Linked DNA regions of Mus musculus: all the other regions are linked to region 2. A link is a contact called in public HiChIP or PLAC-seq and promoter capture Hi-C data. All regions are on one chromosome and are shown on one strand. Each heading gives the region's core, a stretch centred on a gene start, on an enhancer-like site or on the middle of the called end of the contact. The rest is flanking DNA. Distances are from core to core; before and after follow the strand shown. Region 1 holds the start of 4930444F02Rik (RIKEN cDNA 4930444F02 gene). Region 2 holds the start of Slc35d3 (solute carrier family 35, member D3). Region 3 holds the start of Arfgef3 (ARFGEF family member 3). Region 4 holds the start of Aldh8a1 (aldehyde dehydrogenase 8 family, member A1).

What was found. Promoter capture Hi-C pulls out the DNA fragments that hold promoters and counts their contacts. HiChIP or PLAC-seq counts read pairs in DNA pulled down with a chosen protein or histone mark.
Region 1: a contact with region 2 is called in an H3K27ac HiChIP or PLAC-seq map of embryonic stem cells, with 3 times the contacts expected there. The contact joins the promoter of 4930444F02Rik here to the promoter of Slc35d3 in region 2. A contact is called at or near these places in 1 of 115 datasets of contacts at active chromatin or transcription factors (embryonic stem cells) and 1 of 9 other capture datasets (adipose tissue).
Region 3: a contact with region 2 is called in a promoter capture Hi-C map of stem cell-derived epiblast-like cells, with 2.3 times the contacts expected there. The contact joins the promoter of Arfgef3 here to the promoter of Slc35d3 in region 2. A contact is called at or near these places in 3 of 39 promoter capture datasets (the 3T3-L1 cell line, second pharyngeal arch cranial neural crest and stem cell-derived epiblast-like cells).
Region 4: an HNF4G HiChIP or PLAC-seq map of pancreatic cancer cells shows a contact between it and region 2. The contact joins the promoter of Aldh8a1 here to the promoter of Slc35d3 in region 2. A contact is called at or near these places in 1 of 39 promoter capture datasets (pre-B cells) and 1 of 115 datasets of contacts at active chromatin or transcription factors (pancreatic cancer cells).

The regions. Positions count from the first base shown.
Region 1 is chr10:18,830,528-18,833,993 of GRCm38.p6, forward strand. 4930444F02Rik (RIKEN cDNA 4930444F02 gene) reads right to left here and starts at 1,403. Exons shown (of 4, transcript NR_102728.1): 1 at 1,189-1,403; 2 at 1-264. Gm32926 (predicted gene, 32926) reads left to right here. Exons shown (of 5, transcript NR_152783.1): 4 at 917-966.
Region 2 is chr10:19,849,644-19,853,218 of GRCm38.p6, forward strand. Slc35d3 (solute carrier family 35, member D3) reads right to left here and starts at 1,816. Exons shown (of 2, transcript NM_029529.3): 1 at 941-1,816; 2 at 1-26. The coding sequence starts at 1,379.
Region 3 is chr10:18,741,689-18,745,128 of GRCm38.p6, forward strand. It overlaps Arfgef3 (ARFGEF family member 3), which reads right to left and starts at 2,070. Exons shown (of 34, transcript NM_001033258.4): 1 at 1,853-2,070. The coding sequence starts at 1,937. It overlaps Gm32926 (predicted gene, 32926), which reads left to right and starts at 1,783. Exons shown (of 5, transcript NR_152783.1): 1 at 1,783-2,196.
Region 4 is chr10:21,375,596-21,378,731 of GRCm38.p6, forward strand. It overlaps Aldh8a1 (aldehyde dehydrogenase 8 family, member A1), which reads left to right and starts at 1,705. Exons shown (of 7, transcript NM_178713.4): 1 at 1,705-1,883. The coding sequence starts at 1,746.

The sequences.
Region 1 (3,466 bases), core at 153-2,652, 1.0 Mb before region 2:
ACTATTCCCTTAACGGTCATAAAACTATCACTCCAGTAGCATATTGCTCAGCAGGTCAGTCATGTAGCACAGGAACTTAAGCCTGTAATGATTTTTCTCTCCCAGAACCTGCAAGGCACATTCCAGCATCAGGAAAGCCAGCCATCAGGAAGGAAGCGTCCAGATCAGTTGCAGCACTATGCTTGATTTTGCTCTTTCCTGAAGCCAAAGAACATGGAGTTTTCAGTGAAAGGGTATTCACATCTGGTTCTGGTGGGAAACACACTGTTAACAGAATAAAAATACAAGTCACCTACACATGTGTGTGTGTATATAATATATGTATCTATGGAACATGCAGATGCAGTGTTCTGAAAGGGACTTTAAAAACATTAATAAAGAGTTGGGTGTGGTAGTGCATACCTTTAATCCCAGCACCCAGGAGGCAGAGGCAGGCCAATCTATGTGAGTTCGGGGCCAGCCTGCTGTTCAAAGTGAGTTGCTGTAGGTCTAGGGATATATGTAGCTTGTAGTACATTTATGAACACACCGAAACATATTCACTCACAATGTATATGTTAATACATGTGTGTGTGTGTGTATATATATATATATATATATATATATATATATTATTGTAAGATGGATTCTCCACAGATGGAAGGAACTCTTAAAAAGATTCGTAGTCTTTTCTTCACAACTGCCATGGCCATTTAAGAAAGCATATTTTCCTATGACCTATTATTAATGCTTCAAGTATTTGCTAACTTTGCCTATATAACTAATATTTGTCTAGCAAATAAAACCCTTCACCAAAAGCAGCTTTGTGGGTTGGTTTCATATAATTGGTTTCATAACCAATAATACAATGTTTTTTTGTTTTTTGTTGCTTTTTGTTGTTGTTTTAAGTACCCAAAAGAACTCTCCCTCTTCACAGGATTGCTACGCGACACACAAGAGAAGCAATCTTAGTAGTAATCTGTCCAGGTAAATTTACTTTTCTACAAACATTTTCTCAGTATTAAGTTGGACACGCCTCTCACGTTGTACAGAGTAAGCACTAAATACTTATTAAATAGCCATTTTTCTAAAATTTACAAGCTAACAATTTACCACCCACGGCCCAAGCTAAGCATATTCATTCCGATGCCCATAGTGTTTCTGTGAATAGTCCCTATGTGGACCAACTGTAACCGTGAAAACATTCACCTGATCCATATGAACTTTCAATATCATCAGCCCTTGTCCCTGTGCAGCTTCCTTGGCTCTGCGTGGGTCCACTGTATCACCCTGTGGCCGAGTGAGCTTCTGTGCATTGCCTCACAGTTGCCCTGGCAATTTAGGCAGGTTTAGGACACCTCCTAAGCTTGCCCTGGGCGGTAGGAGGCAGAGGAGCCTGCACTGGCCTCAGCTCTGCGGTTAGTGAAGACCAGTGGGACCGTTGGTGAGGAGGGCGCGCGCTCCTGTGGCATGTGACCAAAGGACCTAACACCACTGGCTGATCTGTGAAAGTTTGCAGACCTTGCAACAGCCAAGAATGTTTGCTCTGTCTCTCCAGCCCACCCCCATCTTGTGGTTACACCCCACTCCTCCTAGTTCCGCCCCTAGCCCAGCCCTGGCCTGCCCCTCACCTCAGCTAAATACTTTCAAGCAAGCCCCTTCTACCTGGGGCATCCCTGTTCACAGCATGAGGTACCTGTAGTGGACTGGGATTGTTCAGCTCATTGGAACTCAGTCATCTGATGACCCCAGCCTTCCTGAATTTTTCACCACGTGTGGAAACTCAGTGAGGCACAAATCACTGGTATTTTGTTGTCACAGCTACTTCAGTGTAGGTGTAATGCCAGCCAGTCCCGGAGTGGTTCTTAATGCCCAGCTATGTTTTTCCCTGGCACAATCTTGCAGTATAGACAAACTGTTCAACTCCCGTTGCTCCGGTCTTGCTTCCTAAAGCACACTGATGTCCAAAGGTGTCCTTTTCTGTAGAAATCCAGAAAGCATTTTCTGGACATAAGCAAAAGACACAGTAGAAACCGTGGGCTTTAGGGCTTTAGAAACCTCCAACCTCACACTGATCGTAAACTCCCCAAACAATACCAAAGGCAGCTTTCCCCTGGCTCCTCCTCCCAAACTTGGCATAGAAATTAGTGCAGAGATCAGGCTGGCCTTGAATCATGGTGCTCCTCCTGCCTCAGCCTCCGGAGTGTAGACATTACACATCACTGGACAAGCTAGCTAGTTAATAGATTGGAGCCATTATATTTTTATTCACCCTTTCAGTGAGCTAAGTACTCAACCATGCCAGCCATCTTTGGAAGATTCTGCCTTCTTAAAACATAGTGCTAAGTTAAAACATTGCAAAAATACTTAAGGGTGTAGGTACATGAGAGTTGTAGAATTTTCTTAAGTTGTTTTTGTGATGCTGGGAATATACACTTAACACATCATGCAGGCAAATACTTTTCCTTTAATCCACACCTCTACGTCTGTCTCCTGATTTTATTGTTTTATGTTGGCATTTAAAATGTAATACAATTTATTATGTGTCAATGTGCGTGAAAACTCTGAATTCCACATAAATTAACTCATCCTCTGAACATTCAAGAGTGATGGTCCTCGCTGGATGACATACGTTCTCGGTTACCCTGTTCCATCCACTGGTGGATCAGATCTTTCATTTCACAACAAGGAAAAGAAAAGCAAGAAGTGTCTATTCCCTGTGGAAAGTATCTTTACATTATAGCTAAATTAAATGCTCTCTTTGCTTTTGTCATATTTCCACACATTTCACATAATTCTCCAAAATGATAATCATGTTTCCAAAATTTTTCTTGAACATACCAGATTTATTGTCAGCAAAAAGATTAATGTCTCTCCGAATATGTAGGAGACAGTGTGGAAATAATGCCTATCTATATTTATTGTTGTGAAAGATAGACACAACACCAGAGAAAGTACCTCATTTAACCTAGGAGGATGTTGGGCAGCCATGGCTCACTCCTTTAATCCCAGTACTCTGGAGGCAGAGGCAGGCAGATCTCTAAGTTCAAGGCCAGCCTGGTCTACAGACCAAGTTTGAGGGCAGCCAAGGATACACAGAGACACCCTATCTCAAACAAACAAAATAAATCAGAAACACATAAGGGATGGGGAGATGGCCCTCCGCTGAAATAGTGCTTATGCAACTAATGATGAGAACATGGTCACAAGACCCTGTCTCAAAACATAAGTTAGAGAGAGACTGAGGAAGACTGGATGTCGACATCTGGATTCCAGAGTGATGGAGAAATGTCCTCATGTCCACATGTCCACATATATACCTACAAATCCTGTGAACTTGCATAAACATGTACACACACAAAATTAAGTGACTGTAAAATTATCAATATTCTGCAATAAAAACACTGTAAATAGTAATGTTTTTATGAGCTTAACACCTCACCCTGTGCTTATAACTCCAGATCCCATGGAACCTTAGGCAATGTGA
Region 2 (3,575 bases), core at 566-3,065:
GGGGTCGCCCGTCAGGTCGCCAGCTCCTGAGCGCACCAAGACGGCAGAGCCAGCGCGGGAAAGAAAAAGAGAAGACACAGGGTTGGGTATCCACTCCAGGAAGCATGTCGCCTTGGGGGGAAAACCCTTAGCATCCCAATTCTGCCCACGAATTTTCCGAGTGCCCAACAGAAACCCTCCTTGCCTCCATCTCTGTGTCAAAATGCGACCGTCAAGCCGAGCTAATGTACCCGGTCTTCCTCTAGCCAGGGCGAAGGCCAGGGGGAGATCAGATGCTCTCTGGGTAGGCTCCTTGGGGTCCCTGAAGCCTGCACGGAGGCCACCTGGGAGGGTGGTTCCCGCCCCGTGGGCACCGGAAGGGACAGGGAACCCCAGCTAGCGGCCTCAACCGAGTGCGGGCACGGCCCCGGAAAGAGTGTTTCCCCTCTGCCCGCAGCTGGATTCCCCGGGGGTCCTCCCCGCCCCTCCTGCCCTTGAGCCCCGGGGCGGTTCCTTTTGCCTAGGGCCCGGGTACTGAGCCCAGGTTGCTCAGGCTTCACTCCCGTCTCTCCAGCTCCCCAACCCCGCGTGATCCGAGGAAGTTCCCGGCCCCCTTCCTTCCGGCTCAGTGCAGGGCTGGACTCCAGTTCTCTGCGCTGGCGACTCTCCATCCCTCCTGAGGAAGGGGCTGAACAAGAAAGACCCGGGTGGGGGAGGAAAGGGGTGGGGGTGGGGTGGCGGAAGCCTGGACACCTGGGGGGCAGGGCTGATGGAGGAGGCTTGAAGGCTGAGAGAGGCTGCGCTGGGTCTCAGAAGAAAAGTCCCTTTTGTGATCCCAAGGACCACTCAAAGCTCCCTGCCTCAGTATCCCCATCTGGCAGTGAGGGCGTTGCACCGAGTGGTCCCAGCGGTCTCTACCGGGTGGGTTGGGTGGACCAGGGTTGACGCGGGTCCCGCTCACCTGCCAGGGCGGCGCCGCAGGTGGTGATGAGCACGGCCGCTAGCACTCCGGGCGAGGGCGCGCCGTTCTTGAGCACCAGCACACCGATGAGCATGGTGACTAGGGGCAGGCAGCGCTTGAAGACTACGTACATGGGCAGGCTGAGGCCGCGCAGCGACCAGAGAGTGAGACTGGACTGCAGCGTGGAGAGCACGGCAACCCCAGCGAAGGAGCGAGCTAGGCTCAGGCCGAAGGGGGGCACGGCAATGAGCCCCAGGCGCCGCAGCAGCTCCAGGCTCAGCGCGGCGGTGGAGCTGGTCAGGCACTGCACCAGGGTCAGGAAGGAGAACTGGTAGCGGCTGATGAGGAACTTGAGCAGGATGTTGAGGGAGCCAGAAAAGACCCCGTGCGCGATCGCCACCGAGATGCCCAGCACGCGGCCCCGGCACAGCTGCCGCATCGCGCCGGCCCCGCCGTACCCCGCCGTGGCGGAGCTCGAGACTCGCAGGAGGTCGGCGGGGAGGCGCAGAGCGAGGGCAGCGGGGGCGCGGGCCGGGCGGCGGGACGAAGCGAAGGGCAGGGAGTGCGGGCTGGGCTGCGGAGGGCAGCTCCAGCCGGGCGTCCTCCCGGCTCAGCAGCTCCGCGTGCGACTGCCCCGCAGATGCCGGGAGGCGGGGGCGGGGGACTCCGAAAAGTGGCAGGGGTGGGGGACGGGTGTGAGAGGAGTGGCGGGAATCCTAGAGACCGCGACTTGGAAGTAGGTGAGGATCCCTGATGAGCTGTGTCCCGTGTGGTTCCTGGGTCAGAAGGATGCTCTGCGGAGTGCGGACTGGACCTGCTGAGGCGGCTGCCGCGGGGCGGGTGGAGCCTGCTTCCCTGGGGCATCCAGCGCCCACCGGGGTCGGCTCTCCGGGCGCGGCACCTCCTCCCTTCCCACAGTGGCAGAGCAGCGGGGTGCGTGCTGGGGGATCCCCTGCACAGCTAAAGACGGTATTAGAAACAACGCTCCAGCACTGAGCACCGTTCATTGGTCGCAACAAGTGACGGCGCCCCCAGCCCGGTGGCCCGCGAGTTGCAGCGGATTTTCCACCCACGGTCTCTCTCAGCGCTGCACGGGAAATGAGACACGTCGGTGCTGGAGGGCGGCGGGCCCCCTGACATTAGATCCCAGGGCCTTAAAAGAACCAGCTGCTGGGGAGTGCTTTGGAGCCCCGAAGTTGGCCTTTTCTGGTGCCAGGCTGTGAGCTTGGGTTCTGCGCCCCTCCCAGAAAAGGTCCTGAGATCCTGCGTGGCGCTGCAGGAGCTTTCCTTATGGAGAATGGCGTCTGGGCATCGGGTCGTGGGAATGGAGGGACACACTTAATTTAGGCAAAGATATAAAATAGGCAAAAGCAGACACTAACCGAGGGCAAGCTGATAGTACTAGCAGTGAAGGAGCGTGAGGGGAAGGAGCCCAGAGGCCAGGTAGAGATAGATGGACTGCTGAAATGACGAAAGGGAGAAAGCAGAGGGTGTGTGACGCAAGGATGAACCATAGACACTCCACCCTGTCCAGGTGTTCCGGAGAACGGTTTTTGAATTCCAGGGAACCGGCTTCAGATAGTAGGATTGTGTGGGTACCACTTTCCCTCGCCAGAGAGCACTCCTCTGCCCCATTGTGAAAAGTGCGCATGTGTTCCTCCCTACTTTACCTTTTGTGACTACCCCCACCCCCACTCGCTCCAGGTCCTTCCACCCCCACCCCAGTGAGGCTTTGATCTGAATTCACTTGCAGGCAAGTTACGTTCTGACCCTCAGAAAACTCAGCAGCGCAGAGCCACTAGCTTGGCTTCTGTAATTGCCAGCTACAGTCGTTTTTTTTTTTTTTTTTTTTTTTTTCCCATGCTATTTAAAATTTATAGTGATGTCCAAGCTTCCGCTGAGAAGCTAAGGATTTGAGGTCTCTGGTCTCTGTGTCACGTCCCTTTCAGTCACTGGGGTCTCATCTCTTAACGACTGGAATTTCAAACCTTTAAACACCACATCTCCTTGCCTGGGCACATGGGTACATTTCCTCGAAATCTTTTATCTTTATGGTTTTCCACTTCTATGATGCACCCAACCGTGGGGTACAGATGTAGAAACGGATTATAAGCTCAGCAGGAGGAAGAAATTGGAACAGGAATTAGAACCAGGTTCACTGCAGTTTCTCATGTGGGCCAGCTTTTGTATTGTGGGTGCTCTCGTGAGAAAGCACACCATCTCAGCCATAGGCAGGCTTAGGCTAGCGCCCAGCACAGCCACCTGCTGTGTCCCTGACAGGTGTGCACTCAGGTAAGTATGGGTCCCCGCAAAGCTGACTTTGCAGGAATAACCCCTAGCTGCACTGTGCTTCAAAGTTTCCGGTTCCCCAGTAGCTCTTGGGCTTTGGTTCCCCTGGGAACGCTTCAGTTTTATTACTGTAAGCTGTGGTTACACACTACTAGCTATTTAAGAGACTCTGGTTGACAAGGGTTTAGGAAAGGCTGAGGTAGTCATACAAATTATGAGTATAGTTTAAGAGTATATTCAAAATATACAGGGATCAAGACTGAACGTGAACTTTTTTTTTAACTAAGATTTTCAATAGGAGATTCCCGTTTCTCCTGACCACTCCAATTAACTGGGCCGCTGCTGC
Region 3 (3,440 bases), core at 820-3,319, 1.1 Mb before region 2:
TGATCGGAAAAAAAAAAAGAAGAAAAATTAGAGAATGGAAAGATTACCCATTCTTTCGTGAAATCTACTCAGTCTCCCTTCTCCTCCCCTCATAGTCAGACCCTATCTCACTGAAGCTCTCATGCCCGGTTTTCCAACTGTGGTTGTTCCCATGTACCCCATGTACCCAGGAAGGTTCCGTGCTATTATTTAGCTGTCATAGCTTTATCTCTTCTCTTGCTAATTACAGAGTGATCAAGGAGCGGCAAAAGGGACCTCATCTATTCTTACGGTCAAGGTGAATTCTGAACTTGACCCAGAAAATCTACTTGTCCTCGGCTCCGGGCTTCTTCCCCAGTAGCTTCAAGGGCCTAAGTTCAACAGCCGTGGTTTAAACACAAGATGTTGAATATCGAATGCCCAACTTATTAAAAACACTGGGTTACTCTACACCTCTGCGTTTATCTCAATCCGTTTCGTTTACAGCAAACTAATAAGGAATACTAGGAATGGTGTATTTCATGCCCAGTCAGGTCCTGCTTTATTATGTTAGCCAGCCATCTGTGACCCTTCATTAGAGAGGCATTTGGGAATCCAGCTTCGAATCACTGCTGAACAGTAAACGGTAATGGCCACACTGAAATCTTACTGCGGCTTTAAGAGCCTTGCTGCTTCTCAGACAGCTAGTCCATTTGCATTTAACATTACACTAAAATGGCCAAACACTAGTTCTACCTACAAGATAAACTCCCTGGGCAATAATTGAGACAATTTAGGGCTATGCAGAGATTAAACAAAGGATGGTGCTGCTACAATTGTCTACACACAGAGACACAGACACACATGTGTGCACAAACATGTGAATTAGGACCTTCTGTCAGAACAGCATGACCTAAAACACTATGAGAATTCTGTCTTTAGTTGGACCTACGGCTAACGGCATTTCTGTGCCTTATTTTCCAGGTTGCACACAGCACAGAATCATGACAATCACCGATTGGTTTTTATTTCAAGGGAAGGGGTTCCTGGGTTTTTGTTGTTGTTGTTGTTTTTAATTAGCTGGTTACAGAGGCATATCACGCAGGCTCTGGTAAAGCAAGGGGCTTAGTGGGCTGTCTATATAGTACAGTTCACTCCACCCCCCCCACCCCCCCCACCCCCCATTCTCAGCGCCTTGGTCTTGCCTAATTGACATGTCATTCCGTTTGTTTTCCGATTTTGAGAACTGCAGCCTACAGGATGGGAAATGCTCATTTGCTACCAGGAACTTATCTCAATTTTAGCACAGCTCACACAACTAAAAGCCCACCTGTCTGAGGGCAAGTCAATAACCGAACTGCAAGAGAAACACAATTCCTTCAGTCTGTTATGTTCCATGCACAATAGCCATAAAAGCGAATATTTAGCAAGGTGGCTTCTATCAGCAAAATCAAATTAAACAAGCCTTCCTTCCTGGTTCCACTCACCAGTGTTTGAGAAGAGGGCTGTTGCTTTAATTAACTTCCTTTTTTCTTCCATACCCCTGGAAACCAGGGCCCTGATTTCATACAAGCTGGAGGTCCTAACTTGGCTATTGGGGGGGGGGGGGGGAGAGGAACCCTTGTCTATGGGCTCTAGGGACCAGGAATGAGGTTACCTCACAGCAAAGGCAACGGTTCCCATAGAGGTTTGGGAAGCGGTAAGGGAACCAGATGGAGACAGCTGGATGCCCACGCTGAGCCAAGATTTTCATACCCCGCATTAAGTATCCGAGGCAACATTCATAACCCATAGTCGGTGGCAGTCCCTCCTGCCCAGGGGCCCGAGGAGCCTGTGATCCGGGAGCAGGTGTCCCTGCGCAGCCCCTCGGCTCCCGCGCATCGCCCTCACTTACCCAGGGCCCAGGTGCAGCTCTCTTTGATGGCTTTGTATTTGCTCCCGGACGCATCTCTCTGCAGCTTCCTCAGGATCTCTTCCATCTTGGCCTTCCTAGAGCCAGGCCACCGACCCCGAGATCGCGCAGGGGACGCGCCTAGGAGGCCTCGGCACTCGTCCCCATGGCTCTCGGCGGCCGCTGATGAATCACACCCGCTCCGCGCCACAGGCCACGTCAGCCCCGCCGCCACGCCTGTTGCCACGCCCGCCGGGTCAGGTGCGCTCACCAGCAGGGGAACCCGGGAGGCCCCGGCCGTCTACCTAACGTCCAAGAGGACCTGGGGTACCAAGCTTCATCCAAAGGTGGGGATCTGTGGCTGGCTGCCGGCCAGTCTCTGCCCTAGGGAAATCACCGAGATCCACGGGCGGAAGGCAGGGAGGGGCCTGGTCGCTTGTGCCAATCACCTGCTGGGCCGGCGCATCAGGCATCTCTGAGACCTGCTACACTAGGGGGTAGATAGTAATAAATAGTAAATAGTAAACAGCTGGTCCCCTCCCTGTGTAAGGTTGGAGCCATCCAGCGAGAACTACGTCATATGCCTGCCTGCTGGGAGCTTACAATGTATTACACGCATACATTAGACTCTAATACAGTTCTCTCTAATAATTAGAGAATTCGATGTGAAAATTAAACCAGAAAAGATTTAGAAGATTAAAATGAATACGCTTCCCTTAGTACATTGAGATTTCTACCAAACCAGCTAAGGCAGAAATTGAAAAAAGAAAAAAAAATCAATAGATTTAACTGACAACTTAAAATCTATAAATAGACCAGTAGTCAACCTGTGGGACTGCCCTGTATGTTAGAAATTAATGGCCCAGTATATACACAAGGAAATTAGACCTCAGCTACTTCCCAGCCAACAAGAATGTATTCCACACAGCCCAAATCCAAAGATGTTTTTTAAAACCTTCAGTACCAGCAGGTGAAGATAGGAAAGTTAGAAGTTCAAGGTCATCCTTGCCTATACAGTCAGTGTGAGATGGGCTTGAGGGACACGAGACTGTCAAAGTAATAATAGTAATAATAATAATAATAATAAAAGAATCTCTTCCCTTCCTTCCTTTACCTCGTGTACTGGTTGTTTCCCTCTGAAGAGACACACTGGCACAGACAGTTGATGTTAGCTTTTGATAGGCAGGGAAGCCAGGGGGACTAAACTAGGAGGGGGGAGTGAGTAAGCCTCTGCTATTTGAGTGACTTCTGGTGCTTCCTTTGCCAGCTGTTACAGGCAAGAGTCCTGACTGGAAAGCAATGACCTTGTTCTGAGAGCTGTGACAGGTAGTGAGGGTGGACTTAGAAGCGAATTTTTGTTCTTTGTATTTTAATTTTTCCCCCCAAAACCAGCATCTCATTTAGTAGCTCTGGCTGTCTTGGAACTTGCTCTGTAGACCAGGCTGACTGGATTTACAGAGACCTCTGCTCTGCTTCCTGAGTGCAGGGTTTCAAGACGTGTGCCACCACACCCAGCACAAATTCAGTTTTTATTAGAAATATATTTCTACTGATAGGGATGCTGTCTGCAGAGAGAGTGATGTCTTGGGGG
Region 4 (3,136 bases), core at 455-2,954, 1.5 Mb after region 2:
TCCAATCTTAAAGAAAAGCTCAAAGGAACAAGCACAGAAGTTTCATAGGGCCGTAAGGGACAGAGGGAGTGGGAGGCAGCCCCCGTAGTTCTGTTCTGTTTCTAGCCGGAAGCAGTGGTAGCCTGCTGGCCAGTGTGAGAGGGTGAATTCTGCCTTTTGGCCTGCAGGGACCTTAGGGAATGGCGTGTTGGCTGGCAGGCCGAGGAAACAGAGTTCAGGGCAGGTGCTGCCATTGGAGGAGTCAGCTCCATAGGAGCCCTGTTGTGGGGCTGGGGGACGGACAGAGAGTAGAGGCAAGATTTGGAGAGTGTAGCTCAGAGTCAAAGGAGGAGGGGGAAGAAGCTGGCCAGGAGGGAGGGAGAGAGGGAGGGAGGGAAAGACAGAGACAGGGAGGGAGGAGATTCATGGTCAGTAAGAAATTGAAGATGCTCTCTTTACATTTTAAACATTCTACAAGGTAGAAATACAGAGAATGGAAACACAGCAATACAGCAGCCAAAACATTTCCACAACTGGTGAAAGACAAAGCCAGTGGTAGAAAAGCAGCCTCTTCCAGTCACGGTTAAGAACAAATTCTCACCAAATGCACTGTGGTGAAAATGGGACGCCAAAGACGACAGACAGCCGTCAGTAGGTGGAGACGTGAAGTACAGGAAGGATGGGGAGATAGCAACATGGAGAACAGAAGGAACAAGACCTTCAGAGGGTTACTTGCAAAATACAAAACAAGCGCTATGATGCACAAGAGAGTTTGGTTATCCATGGAGCCTCAGCAGAGTGAACGGTGGTGTGTCCTGTCCTCTCAGAGGCCATGTGCTGGTCTGTTCAGCTGTGACAGAATAACTGAAAATCGATCACTTGAGAGAACCTGAATTCTTGTTGTTCTGGAGACTGGGAAGCCCATGATGTTGGTGTGAGGAGATTGTGTATGGTAAATATCCCCTGCCTCTGCCACTTCCTCACCAGGCAGGGCAGCTGTGCTCCTGCGGCAGAAGGCACAAATGACCCATAGCCTGTTTCGAAGGCACCACCGAGGCCGTGAGCAGCACCTTAACTCCAGGAGTGCCCACTTAAACACTGCCACTGGAGGGTTAAACGTGCCCGAATTCTGAGCGTTCAAACCACGGCATTGCCGGGTAGTGAAGACGGCTCCCTTGCTCCTGTGGCCAGTCCCTACAGGGACATGGATGCATCCTCCTGAGATGGACTCACAGGCTGTTAGGTGTAAATGTAGCTAAAGTTTCTTCTCATTTCCTGTCAGTACTTGAGTGTTCATGTGTGACCTTGGCCACATTGTGTAACCTTCCAGAGGCTCAATGCCTTCCCTAGAAAGGAGGAAGTAAGGATTGCTGCATGGGACAATATTCTGTGGAGCCAATTTTCTTTATGCTTTGCACTTCGTGTTTAAACAGTGGGCACTTATGGTGCAGTGCCGATAAAATCATCTCACACACACACACACACACACACACACACACAGTTGATATGAAAGGACAATCTGAAGACATTGTACATATGTAACTTGATGTTAGTTTAATGCAGTGCCCATTTCTCAGAATGGACCATGAGTTGCCTTCAAGAACCATCCGAGTTTGGAATCAGGAAAGTTCTGAAGCGCAGCGGGTCTCCTCCTCCCAGGTTCGGATATGCAAATGAGGACACTGGGCCTGGGGGTGAGATGAGGGTGTCCAAAGTCCTGAGGGCAGTCACAGAGGGCTGCTGTACACAGAGGGCACTTTCCTAACATGGCTGGAAAAAGGGAACTTTTGATGTTGGAGAACTTTATAGGTGGGAAGTTTTTACCCTGTAACTCATATATAGATTCTTACGATCCATCAACAGGGGAAGTTTATTGCAAAGTTCCAAACAGTGGGAAAGAAGAGGTAAGTCTATTCACTTGGGAAACTAAAACGTATTTACTGTGTTGACAAATTGTAGACAACCATTTTCTAAAACTAAAGGGGAGAGGATGAAGGAAAATGTAGCATTTTATAAGGTAGTTTATCATATGAATGGACTGGTCTGAGCTGGAATGGCTCTGAGTTTACTATGTTCAAGAGAAAGTTGTTAGCTGTGGGAACAGTGGTTTTAATGTTTGTAATTCTCAGACAGATTGTAATAGTTATAGAGAACTCTTACGATATGAAATGCATCCTTCTCTCTACAAAGTGCCCACTGGCTCCATGGGTTTATAAAAATAAATCTTGAAAACTTAAATTGGGAACAAAACAAAAGCCCAGTACTTTATTTTAGACCATCATCTGATAGTTCCTCATATCTCTGAGAATACCCAGTCTAATAAAGCCAGTTATTTGAGTAATGAAGCTGAAAATTAAACTCTCATGTCATTTCATTAAACTTAACAACTTAAAAAATGAGGGTTCATGTCCCTTTCTCTTTCCTTTTTCTTTCTTTTCTAGTTATGAAGAATTAAGTCACTTGGGGAATTTTGTAAAATGCTTGAGATATATTTAATGTTATGAATTATTGCACTGAGAATAAAAAATGTTTGGTGTGCTGAGTGACTGATGTGTGTGTGGTTACCAAATGCAAACCGCCCATTGTTTATTCTTTTCAAGGCACAAACAACTCGATTATAATATAATTCCAATCTTCCTATATAAATATATCTTATATGCCAAGTTTTTTCTTCAAAAATTCAACTTTTTTTCTTCACTGGTAAATTTTAAATCTGTCTTCTAGAGGAAAAAAACAACTTTAGACTCTGTACTAAAGTTTAAGAATATTGGGTAACTTGTTAGTTACATTGTAACCAGCAATTTTGCTTGCTTCCAATGACCCAAACTGCATGAGACCAAGGCTTCTCTTCTCCATCTCCTGGTGTTTCCAAAGTGAGGAGATGCAGGTGGAGTGTGGTACCGGCTGGCACTTCTTCAGGAAATAGAATAAAACATATTTGCTTTTGCTTTTCCAGTAATATGTATGTTTTATTTTCTCAGCAATCCAGTTTGCAAATATTTTGGGTTCCACAAAAGCTGTGTCTTTGTTGATTTTACAAGATATGTGCCGAATTTTGGGCCTGTGTGAGTGTGTGTGTGTGTGTGTGTGTGCGTGCTTGCTCGAGCGCGCTTGCTTGCATGCAGTGCAAACTGAGATAGTACAACCTGTAGACTTA